2 separate regions of the Danio rerio genome follow, and region 2 is linked to region 1. Evidence: chromatin contacts called from public HiChIP or PLAC-seq data. All regions are on one chromosome and are shown on one strand. The core of a region is the stretch at or near the end of the contact, and the rest is flanking DNA. Distances in the headings are between cores, read along the strand shown.

The links. HiChIP or PLAC-seq counts read pairs in DNA pulled down with a chosen protein or histone mark.
Region 2: a contact with region 1 is called in an H3K4me3 HiChIP or PLAC-seq map of gastrula embryo, with 3 times the contacts expected there. The contact joins the promoter of si:dkey-204l11.1 here to the promoter of tnpo1 in region 1. A contact is called at or near these places in 2 of 4 datasets of contacts at active chromatin or transcription factors (embryo and gastrula embryo).

What each region holds. Positions count from the first base shown.
Region 1 is chr5:35,875,271-35,881,550 of GRCz12tu, reverse strand. tnpo1 (transportin 1) reads left to right here and starts at 3,533. Exons shown (of 23, transcript XR_012406922.1): 1 at 3,533-5,382; 2 at 6,199-6,280. ptcd2 (pentatricopeptide repeat domain 2) reads left to right here. Exons shown (of 10, transcript NM_001017612.1): 10 at 2,652-3,084. The coding sequence ends at 2,876. It overlaps trnak-cuu (transfer RNA lysine (anticodon CUU)), which reads right to left and starts at 3,396; the gene lies at 3,324-3,396. It overlaps trnak-cuu (transfer RNA lysine (anticodon CUU)), which reads right to left and starts at 871; the gene lies at 799-871.
Region 2 is chr5:36,163,164-36,169,443 of GRCz12tu, reverse strand. si:dkey-204l11.1 reads left to right here and starts at 3,294. Exons shown (of 7, transcript NM_001109739.1): 1 at 3,294-3,390; 2 at 4,871-4,961; 3 at 6,030-6,208. The coding sequence starts at 4,878. It also overlaps a transcript of ar not described here.

The DNA of each region.
Region 1 (6,280 bases), core at 2,284-4,783:
AAGTTCTGACTGATGAAAGTTGAATGTGCTGGCCAGTTTGTTATTTGCCTAATAAATGACAATAGGCTACAGATTTTAATTTAAAACAGATTTCAATTTTTTTCTACTGATATATATATAGTGTGATGAATTTGTATTTTTTTAAAGTATTGTTTTCATATTACTTTATTCTAAATCTTAAGGAAATGTTTTTGGTACATCAATACGTGTCTTTATGATGACCATCCAACAAGCTAATCCAGCGAAAGAAATGGTGCTTAAAATGTCACTAACAGTATTTAAGCCTATTTTTATTTATTTTATTTATATTTTATATTATATATTTTTACCTTAGAATTAAATAGAAAATGATGTGAATAACTGCAAGGTCAATTAAAAAAAAAAAAAAAAAAAGAACCACCTTTTTGACCAGGTTGGCTACAGGCCCGAATGATAAAGTATATATTTTTTTAAATAAATGGGCCTATATGCATGGCAAGCAAGGTTCATATTAATATTATTATATTATTGATATGACTATTTTCAGTTTCATGGGTTTCTTTTACATTATCAGTCATGCTATTTAATATAAGTGTAGTTCATTAAATAACCCTAAGCATTCGTTCAATTGAAACTTTTAGAATTTGATGGACACTTTATGATTATTTTACAATACATCGCTACACTTTATATTTTGCATTCCTAAAATTAACTGTATAGAGAGAGAGAGTTGGGTCATTTTTGGTGAACTACTTGTTAGTAAGTATTGTACTTATTATGAAATACACTGAATTAGTCTAACAATGTAAATAAATGTTTCGCCCAACGTGGGGCTCGAACCCACGACCCTGAGATTAAGAGTCTCATGCTCTACCGACTGAGCTAGCCGGGCTTACGATCAATGCTTTGGGGGTCACATCAAGGGTTTCCCCGCTAACTCCTCTAGTCCAGTGAGTTATCTATCAGGCACTAAGACCCGGGCGCTACTGCACAGAGGCTTATCGCTGCGATGTGCAGTGATCCGGACCAGACCAAGGGGGGGGTTCGGGTGATTTAATTATTTTATGCAATTTAATATTATATATTATATTTATTATATAATTAATAGTATTAAATTAATATTTAATAAAAAAATGTAATAAAGTGTAATTTTAAATAACTATGGCCAGTAATTCGAATCTCATGGAGCCTCAAAGCCGCGAGTCATGTGACATAACCATAGAGTGTAAAATATATAACCCCCTGAGAGGTCATAACTGGCCGCATTAGCCAGGACGTCCTGTATGTTTATTGACTTGTCCAGTACATGACCTCCCGTTCCCTGTTTTTGACATTATTTTTTTAATGAACTTTCCGACGAAGGCTTAAATTGCAAGCGGGTTCCTCAGCTGTCAGATGTCACTTCACATTAAAAAGCGCTAATCCCGTCACGACTGTGTTTATGAGGCTGTTTGGTCACTTCATTCGTTTTATTCTGATCAGATATCCGATCGCTCAAACAACTTCAGAGGGTGATCTGGGATGCATTCCAGATGAAACTGGAAAGGTATAATCCATAAATTAATATAAATAAAATAAATGTTGACCTGGAAAAAAATCTGACCTGCGCCTGAAACACCTGTAGGTGCGCTTTTACAGCCAAAATTCTATTAAAAACAGTATAAGCATAAAACATGTTCTAACCTTCCAGGCCTTTAGCCAGGGGTGTTCGGAAGACCCATCCCTCACAAAGGTCCAGAGTTTGTCCCATACATGAGCTCATTTGTCCTATTTTGACCGCTATGCCATTAAATAATGAAAATAATCCATCGAAAAAGGCTTTAAGACCAAACTGAGGACAGTTTAATGTGCTGGCCAGTTTGTTTTGTCTAATAAATGATAGTAGGCTACAGTTTTTTTGTTTTGTTTTTACTTTCAAACTTTAACATATTGCTATTTATTTCTAATGATATATGATGTAATAAATTTGTATTTTAAAAATTAAAGTCTTGTTTTAATTTTTTAATTGCAATTTTTTAGGAAATATTTTAGTACATCAAAAAGTGTGGTTATGATGACCACTCTGACTAGTTAATCCAGTAAAGTGCAGTATTTAAATCTCATAGTTAAATAGAAACTGTAGCATATAACTGTAAAAAGGTCCACTTTTTGAGAAAAAGGAACCACCCGTTTCACCAGGCTGGCTACGGGCCTGTGAACATATAAGCTGTGATACACTGTAAAACTCAACAATCAACTTTATCAAATGAAATGCGTGTAGTTAACTCAAAATTGACTGGACGTTAATTCTACTCATTTGAAAAGAGTTTTGAACTTGGTGTTAAAGCTCATTACCTAAATAGAGTAAGTTCACATACTCATCTAGATTAGTTTTTTTTTCCTGAAAAGGTTTAAATTGTAATCGGTTTCCTCACACGGTTTGTGTTGACTTTACTGGGTTTTAACATAACAGTACTCAGTTGGTTTGGGTTTTACTGTGCTCATATTGCTTTGTTTACTCAAATGGATTAAGTTCACAGTACTGATTTGGATTAGTTTTTGAACTTAAATGGTTTGTTGCAATTGGTTTCCTCAAATGGTTTAAGTTATCTTAACATTTAAAGTTTTACAGTTTAGGTTTAATAGGTTTTAATGTGTGTCACTGTTTTTTTTCCGTTTCTCTTTGCTCTTAGGTAAATGTATTAAGAAGAAAGAGTGCTGGTAGTGTTTGGGAGGAGAGGGTAGAACAGGTGCTGACACAGTTAGAAAAGGCCGGTCAGATCACGGAGATGACACTTGATGATTTGCTGTGTTACACTCCATCAAGGAAGAGGAGACTTCTGGAGCTACCACAGAAAGACAGACAAATCAAACAAAGGACTCGTAAATCTCTTCAGTCTGGACTGCTGTTAGAATGAACCTATAGAAAGAGGACACATCTAGACTCTCAAGTTCAGTATTTATATTATACACAGTGTTCTTGATTTACACATTCTGAAGGCACAGCCTGTTCAATCTCGGGCTTTTACATGAGCACCTCCTGCTGGTTTAAGCCAGTTACTGTTTCCTTCAGTTGCTGTAATCAAGTTAGGAATTAAGTCACTTTAATAAAGTGTAGTTTGTCTATTTCTGCATCTTTTTGAAGAAGTGTAAGAAAAGTGACTGGTGATATATTTTTATGACTTTATGACTTTTTTACAATACATTGCAACACTTTATATTCTGCGTTCCTAAAATGAATTATATATGATATATATAGAGAGAGCATGCGAGAGAGAAACGAGTTGTGTTATTTTAGGTGAACTATTCGTATTGTACTGATTATGAAATACACTGAATTAGTCTAACAATGTAAATAAATGATTCGCCCAACGTGGGGCTCGAACCCACGACCCTGAGATTAAGAGTCTCATGCTCTACCGACTGAGCTAGCCGGGCTTAAGATTAATGCTTTGGGGGTCACATCAAGGGTTTCCCCGCTAACTCCTTTAGTCCAGTGAGCTACCTATCGGGCACTAGGACCCGGGCGCTACTGCACAGAGGCTTATCGCTGCGATGTGCGGTGATCCGGACCAGACCGAGTCCCTGAATGTATGTAAGCTAGCCTAGCGCCACCAACAACCACCACCACCGCCCGCGGAACACGCGCAATTTCACCCGGGTCCAGCCACCACAATCCCTTGCAGAGGCGTCTTCCTCACCCCCAGCTCCATAATAGTCGGCCCGAAGCTGAAGGTCAAGGTGGAGGCCGTTATTTGATGTGAAAGGGTGTAGATCTGTGCGCCTACAGAAAGAGAGAGAGAGACTTCAGCAACACAAGATGGAGTGCCAGTGGAAACCCGACGAGCAGGGGCTTCAGCAGATCCTACAGCTGCTCAAGGAGTCACAGTCCCCGGATACATCAACGCAACGATCCGTCCAACAAGTATCCTTAACCGCACTGTTAAACCGAGCACTGAAGGGCGGCGGATAAGGGGGATGGCGGAGTTTCAGGAGGAACTGGCCTGTGATTAGCTCGTACCTTAGTATGCACTTGAGATTTGAAACCCACGCGGTCATTTACGGACTGCGTTATGCTTTTGTTTATATGTTATCTGTAGATTAGGATGGTGCCTGTATGGTGTCAGTACGCGTGTCGTCGACTGTCATTCAGGGAGTGTTTAACTTAAAGGGATAGTTCACCTATAAATGGCCATCTGTCATCATTTACTCACCTCAGCTTTTCCCAAACCTGTTTGACCCTTTCTGCGAGGAATGTAAACGATAATGTTTTGATAAAAGTCAAAAGCTACTAACGTTAAGCAATAATGAAAGTCTGTGGTAACACAAATATTTAGCCGCTAACATTAATAAAAAACATATTCTCCTGCCTTCCAGCTTTTTAAACGACATAAGTGTGATAAATGATAAGATAGTTTTCATTTTGAGTAAAATATCCTATCAAACTTTAGATAAGAGCGAGTCCAGCTGTTTTGTGTCTGCAGGCTACACACACACACACACACACACACGCAGAGATAGAGACAGAGACTGCTTACGTTAGAGATTATTTATAAACTATCATATGATCTAATTAACGCTATTTGTGCGAAAAAAACTCGTCTAGACATGATATTCAGGCATCGTAGTCTCGTTTGAATCACTTGTTGTCCGGGTAGTCTGCTGCCAGTAAAGAGACGCAGACGGACCTCCAGCTGCAGTGGCGCGAGTGTTGTCATCTGTTATCACGATATTTCAGTCTCATAATCGGATGCAGCTTAGACAAAGACATCTGACATGCGATGTTTTTGCCTTCATTCCTCATAGGGAGAGTGAGTGATATGTGATATGTGAGTGATGTGTGTCAGTAAGTCACAGGGTGAACTGGGTGATGCTTCAGTCTAGCAAATTATGCATCGTTTTGGTCCAACATGGCATGCAGCTGCCTGTGACAGAAAAGAGCTCACTAAAAATGTATTAATGGTACTATGGTTTTATGCTTTTCCATGTCAAAAAACATTTTCCTAATTTTATAACAGAGGTCTGCAGGTATTTAAATATAGTGTATTTGTATAATTCCCTAAATTTAGGTATGCTATTTTTTTAAATATCGATGATGCCAAAAAACGTTCTCAGCCTCCTTTATCATTAGACGTTTTAATGAGACTGCTCGATGAAAGAATAGTTTACATCAAAATTAAAGTTTCAATTAATCTTTTTTTAACAACACAAATAAGATATTTTTAATAAAATCTGTAAGATTTCTATCTCTTTGTCCACAACTCTGACACTTTAAAAGATTTAAAGGTGAAAAGATTAGGTAATTTAAACATGGTGGCTCAGTGGTTAGCACTGTCGCCACACAACAAAAAGGTCACAGGTTCGAGTCCAGGCTGGGTCAGTTATCATTTCTGTGTGGAGTTTGTATGTTCTCCCCATGTTCGTGTGGGTCCCCACAGTTCAAAGATATGTTCTATAAGCGAATTGAATAAACTAAATTCACTGTAGTTTATGTGTGCATGGGTGTTTCCCAGTACTGAGTTGCACTTGAAAGGGCATACGCTGTGTAAAACATATGCCGGATAAGTTGGTGGTTCATTCCGCTGTGGCGACCCCAGATTAATAAAGGAAGTCGAAAAGAAAATTAATAAATGATTTCTTCTATATAGACATGGTAGTATTATACAATGATTTCATTTAGGATTTTATTTATTCATTTATTTTTTTGGCTTAGTGCCGTTATTAATCAGGGTTGCCACAGTGGAAAGAACCGCCAACTTATCCAGCATATGTTTTACACAGTGGATGCCCTTCCAGCTGCAACCAAGTACTTGGAAAAGGATTTTATTCACCTATTATAAACATTGTTTAATGAACAAACCGAAGAACAACCACACCTGCTTGCTATGCGAGAACAAACCTCGACAACCAAACAACAAGAAACAAACCCGGTTCTGGTGGAAGCTCAAATATGCTGTGTGACATGCTAGAACAAAACTCATTGGTTCTCAAACAAACATAACATGAATATCTGTGAGTAAATTAAAATGCTGTAAACTTTGTCCACAGAATGTTCATTTGTCAATGAAAAGCTAAATTGATGTAGGAATATGATTGTCTCTCTTCAGGTGTCTTTCAATAGAGGTACTGAAATCTTTCAGATTCAATTAAAAATATCTTAATTTGTATTCTGAAGATAAATACAGTTCTTTTGGTTTTGAAAGACAAGAAGATGAGCAAATAGTGACTGGGTTTTTTCAGTAAACTGACCTTTAATGACAGTAACAAAGTGCAGTTTTAGTTAACAGCAGATTTACCGATTTATTATCTAATCAATTTAGGC
Region 2 (6,280 bases), core at 2,045-4,544, 290 kb before region 1:
AACTTCCTTTTCAAAGTAAGGTACACGTAATAGACAAGCATAACAGAAAGCAGTAATTCAGAGGTTATACAAAGTTATAGAGATTAAAAAAAAACATTGAAAAAAAGTAAAAACAAAATGTAACATACAATATACCTCACATTTACATTTAGCCGACACTTATGTCCAAAGCGACTTACAACTGAAGAGGCATTCCGCAATTCAACAAGAAATAAGCACCTTACAAATAGAAAAATAAAAAAAGTGTTTCTTTAGATCTCGAATCCATCACCCGAGCAGCTCCAATAAAAAAAAAAGAAAGAGAAAGAGAAGCACTTGAAACTAAGCAAAACACTCAAATGTCTCTGTGATTTAGTTTAAAGCTAGAAGTACAGCATCTCAACAGAACAAGACAAACAGGAGAAACACTGTCTGTGCAATGAACAGTCCAGTTAAAGGAGTTTACCATGGATAATCTATAGATTTACAATAGAACCAAGTAACAGTAACTGCACCCTGGTTTTGTGTCAGGATTGGGAAGTAAACATGAATTTTATTACATTAATTACTGAGAGATCCTTTATATAGATATTGTTTCGCTGAACATAAATTTACATCTGCTCTGTGTCAAAAAAAGTCAGGGAATAAAAACCTGTTTTATGAGTTCATATCAACCACTTGATCACACAAGAACTTTGAAACTAATTTCATTGTTAAAATATTTTGTTAAGGAAAAAGGCTGCCAAAACATTTTCCATATACCTCAAATTGTGAAATGTTCATCTGGTTCATCTAGTTATGTTTTGAGTAGTTTGCATTAACATTTTAATGTTGAAACAATCTGCCTTTAAACTTGAGTATAGAGATTTGACATGTATTAATATCAAGCGGTCATAAAAATAAAAAGGAAAACACTCATATTTTTCTTAATTTTGTCTCAGATATTCCTCAAAATAAAGTCATGTTTGGAAGTCAGATATCGACTAACACAAAAGTAGTAAAATGCTTAGCAAAAACAAAAGAATGTTTTCTGTAAGATCCTATTTTGTTCAGTGTTGTTTTGCTCATTATGTCTATGCTGCTGGTCTGAGGCAAATCCCTTGTGTTGGACTCTAGTTCTGTGAGTAACGCCAATGTTTTTAGGGGCTCTCATGCCACTTTTCATAGTTTTTCCTCTGTCAACAGCAGGTGCACAGGGACATCTGCGCAGCTGTATCAAGGATGAATTAGCTTTTAAACTCAAACCACTTATAATTTAATATGTCCTTGTAACTGTACTAGTTAATGTTGAGAACTACGTACTGTAGGTCTTTAGAGTCTTATCTGAACTATTCCCGAGTCTGGCTCTGCTCTACGGCCTTCATACTTAAAAACTCCCACAAAAGACGCACAAGCGCACACTCAGCCAAACACACATGCCTTCTGTTAGACACGATCCTAAAATCCGAGCGGTCTGGTTTCAAATGTATTAAACAACTTTCTTTTTTCCCCCTCTTAATCAGTTCCAGCATTATTTTATTTGTATTTTTTTGCTTTCCTGTGGTCTGAAGGACTCTGTCTGGGGCTCCTTCATAGAATCATATCTGCCTTAGACTTAAATATGAGGCTGGACGTCAAAACACGTACATGTTTTTAGAGGTCAGAGCAAATCTACACTTCTGATAAGGAAGTGTGTGATGTGGAAGAGGACAGGAACAGCTATGATAAGATTCAGGGTGAGGTGAGCACACGTCTTTATCTACACTGTAAAAAAAATATCAGTTAATTAACAGGTTTTGTATTTTACAGTTCACTTTATTTGTTATTTTATATATTTCTATGTCAACTTTTTATGTTGAAAATTCAACTGTGGAGTTTAGCAAAGTGACTTAATGACATTTTAGAAGTTTGAAATTAAAATTGTATTAGATTGTATTAAATTTTTGTATTGTATTATAAGAAATTAGGACAGAAAAACAACACAATATTATTGTAAGTGCATTTGCAGGTTATTATAATGTTATTTATAAAGGCAACATAGGCAATATATCACTTCAAACTAGTAAATTGTCCAAAAAAACTCACTTTTTCCAACGTTTTACAAAAAGTTGTTGGAAAAAAGATTAATGTACAATACAATGTATAATTCAATTCAAAATCATGAATATATAAAATGTTCACAAAATATGAAAAACTTTATTTATATATTTTTACAATGCACAACAACAATGACTAAACTATCAGTTTGACTGGTAAAACCTTTCTGTTAATATAAAATCCTGGTGTTCTGTAAATTAAGTTGCTTAAGACTGGTTAAGGGACAAAACAACCTGTCCAAAACACTGTCTCTGACCTGGTCTAAGTTCAGACACAACAACCCTGACAAAATATAAAACTACTCTGTCATGCACTCTCTCCCACTTTCCCTATCTGTTATTTCTTCCTTTGCCAAATCCACTACGAAAGCTATGCAAGGCTACAGTGCCCTCCTACTCTCTCTCCCTCTCTCAGACACACATACATGTCTTTGCAGTTATCTTTTCATCAACACGTATACCACAATTGCTCGCACAAAACATTCTTCACTTAGCTCAACAATTTCAGAATAGTTTGTGTGCGATAATTGCAGAGAAAATTGATCAGAAGATGAAAGTAAACATGACTTGCTGTGCTACTGGCCAACTGATTACTGAGCTGCAGCGTTCAACTTAAGGTAATGCTCTCTAATAATGCAATGCAACACAATGCAGAGTACCATAATGATTGTTACACAATGAGATGAGCTGAAATGAATATGATGCATTGTCAGGTTGTAAACTAAAATGAATTGTTATGTAATTTAAATCTTTTTTTAGTTACGTAAGGTCATTCAAAGCCACTTCAAAGGTCAATGCGTTCATTATCGCCACCATGCGTTCATAAGATGTTACTGCGGTAAAAACAGTACATGTGAAAGTTCTAAACGTTTTCATTTGGAAAAAAATAATTAATCTTAATCAGTTCTAGATATTTTTTTTCGTTTTTTTTAAAGATGTACTTTACATTTATATACAGAATGTCTGTGGTTGAGTTGATGTGCCACAAGATATCAAACAGGTATCGTTCTGTTTTAGATTCAGATAACTGAAATGCCGTTATATAGCAATTTCCATTCAATCGCATTTCTCAATGAGATGACTTTGAGATGGTGTAGGCGCATCCTAATTCTCCTTAAACGGCAGCTTGTTTGAGAGTCACATTAGTGTGAACATGTCTTGACATGCCTCCTGTCTGTCCCCGAGCCGCAGCGCACGGTAGCTCACAGGGCAAATGTGCCAGTCAACAGCTTCAACCACAAGCTAAATTGGACCGAATTTACCCAAAGCCACAGGAGACGTTTACTTTAATGGGACAGAGAATTAAGTGACTGCCGAGAGTTGCCCCTGCTACAATGTAAGTGCGGATGAAAGTGTCCCTAATACGTGAGTTTACAGGAGATTGATGATTAGTAGCCGGTGCGCTGCTCTCTACTTCTGAATCGTAGCTGTGCGCCCTACTTAGTTCAGTTTGAGCACCTTTCTTCTGTTTTATGCCTCGGGAAGATTATTCCCAGCAGATCATTTAACGGAGGTATTTTTGTTTTAGATGGCACCTGAATGTGTGCTCTCTCTTGATCTGTTTCTCCGTGTTCTCAGATTGAGAATGAATGAACGCGAATGGACATTAATCTTTATTATCGAAACGAATGTAACTACACACTGAAGCTGACTATACTGTGTTGCCTATATTCCACGAAATAAGCAGGACTGCTTTCTTTTCTTTTATCTTTTATTTTCAGTTAATAACACAGCGATATCAAGCAGTTTATTTAATATGCATAAATCTGAGGATATGAAAAAGTTGCAAATATTTACTATTATTTAAAATCTATATAGTTTTAACTGAGTGATTTATAACTCGTCGTTAAAATCGTTTGTTCCACTAAATTGCCAAAAAACATTAAAAAAAGAATTGTTTTATTTGAATATATATTTTTAAACAGTATGATCTAAACCTCTGTTGGATTATTTTCAGAGTCCCACAAGGTAGCTGTGAAATACTTTTTAAGTTGATTAGTTATACATTTGTGCAGATTCTGTTTAAGCAATTGTGTAATATTTAACGTTTCCTAAAAATGAATGAATGAACCAAATCCCATTCTGTATTAAAACAATAACCTAGAACAAAATGTTCCTTGAATTTAAAAGGTATTATTACCATTAACTATAGTAGTTCAATATGTTTCAGTAATTATACAAATATAAATTATACAAAAATGTAAATGCTATGTAGGTTAAATTGGGGTTTGAATTCTTTTTTTATTTTCAAATTCAAAGACAAAAACTGAACTTCACTGTACAAAAATCTGATTTAAAAGTGGCAGCTGATGGTAAAGAAATTTACTGTATAACAAATATTGATAGTTATTCAGAACATACTGAATGGTATACTGTATTGCTGTCTGTATATTTTACAAATTATTACTGTATTTCATTAAGTGATTGTTAATATTCATTTGAACAATCAAATTGTGCAATTTGCCTCCAAATGTATATATAAATAATAAATAAAATATGTCAGTAAAATATGACTAATAGCATAGTATCACGTGAAAACCATATACCATCAGTGACTCACATGATGCTAAAGTAACATAATAAACATTTGCTAAATAACAGATAAAAATAAAGCTATTCAAATGTGATATAAATCTCTGGATACTTTTACATTTTTTTCACTGTGGATTACATTTTAATGACTAATTTTACCAAATCAAACGTACATTATTTTACAGGAAAATACAATTTGATGTTGACTGTTGTTCCATTGTGTTTGCGGTCACGCACAGTTGTGAGTGTGACATGTTTGAACTCTTTCTCTGACCTTCACAAAGATATGGAATGGACTGTTTGACAGACGAGTATTATCACAATGGAGAATGTCACAAGTGCCCACAGTGCCCACCCGGCCAAGAGCTGAAAGAGGTAAGACAACAACAGAGAAAGAGAGCGAGAGAGAATGCCCTACTGTGTGATAGAAATATTACTGTAAGACAAATGTTTGCAAAGTCATTTGATTCAAATAATCAACATTTGACAAGCCTAGGGGTTATTTGAAGAAAGCAACATTTAACAGCATAATTAACCTCACTTATTTTTAAATGCTAGTAGATGAACTGGCATGTATGATCCCCTGCAGTTAATGTCAACATTCCTTTTTGATTAAAGTTGTAAAATTCTATGCAGGCAGCATAATACTGCTGTATTAATAAATATTTGATTTTGCTGTAAATGTTTATACTGATAGGGTGAACTGATAGGTTCAGCGAGCCAATGATGGTTTGTTGGTCATACTAGCTAGTGCTCAGTTGGTTTATCTGGTCAACAGATAGGTCCCCCAGCCTGACCAGATGAAAACCACTCTAAAGTCAGCCAGCAGCCCTGCCCTTCCAAATGCTCACATATCACTTGTGTTTTGCCTGTAGAAAATGGTGTAAAAACAGAAATTGCTAGTCAGTTTCATAAATAATAATAACACAATTTAAAAAAAAATGTTTTATTTAAACTTTTAATTGAAAAATTCTGCAATACTATTTATTATCGTAAAAAATATACCCCAATAGCTTTAACTAAAAATATATTTTTATAGTTGACTGCTGGTTTAATAATTCTTGACTAAAATATAACATATTTAAATATTAGTAGTTCTAATTATATTTGTACTCAATATAGTTTAATATTCCTAAAAACAAAACAAAAATGCAATTAAACGGTTAATAAATATGTTTCTGTGCAATTTTACATATAAAATAATAGTACTCAAAAAATAAATGTTTTTTTAAGTGTGAAGTGGACCTAGGTTTCTGTTTAAAGACGTCATGTGCACTATGTGAACATGCTGCAATGTCACATGTCTGCCACCAGAGGCTTTAGCGTGACCTTAAATGACTTCAAGACTGGGCTTGGTTACAAAAGCTGGGTTCTCAGAAACTGTTTGACATCCAATGCACTTATCATGTTACTTAATATGTTTGTGTGCATGTGGGCTGTTAGGACTGTGGTTATGGTGAAGGTGTGCCGGCTGTGTGTGGCGTCTGCGATGTTCGGTGGTTTAAAGAAGACTGGGGTTCTCACCCTTGTGGATTGTGCCAGAACTGCCGCAGACTCAACAGACACCAAATCAAGCGCTGCACACACACAGACAACGCAGTTTGTGGAAACTGCCTCCCAGGGTGAGACTTTCTCACACACGGAACAATCCTACCTAACATGATTTCTATAGCTGATAATTGCGATCATCCCAC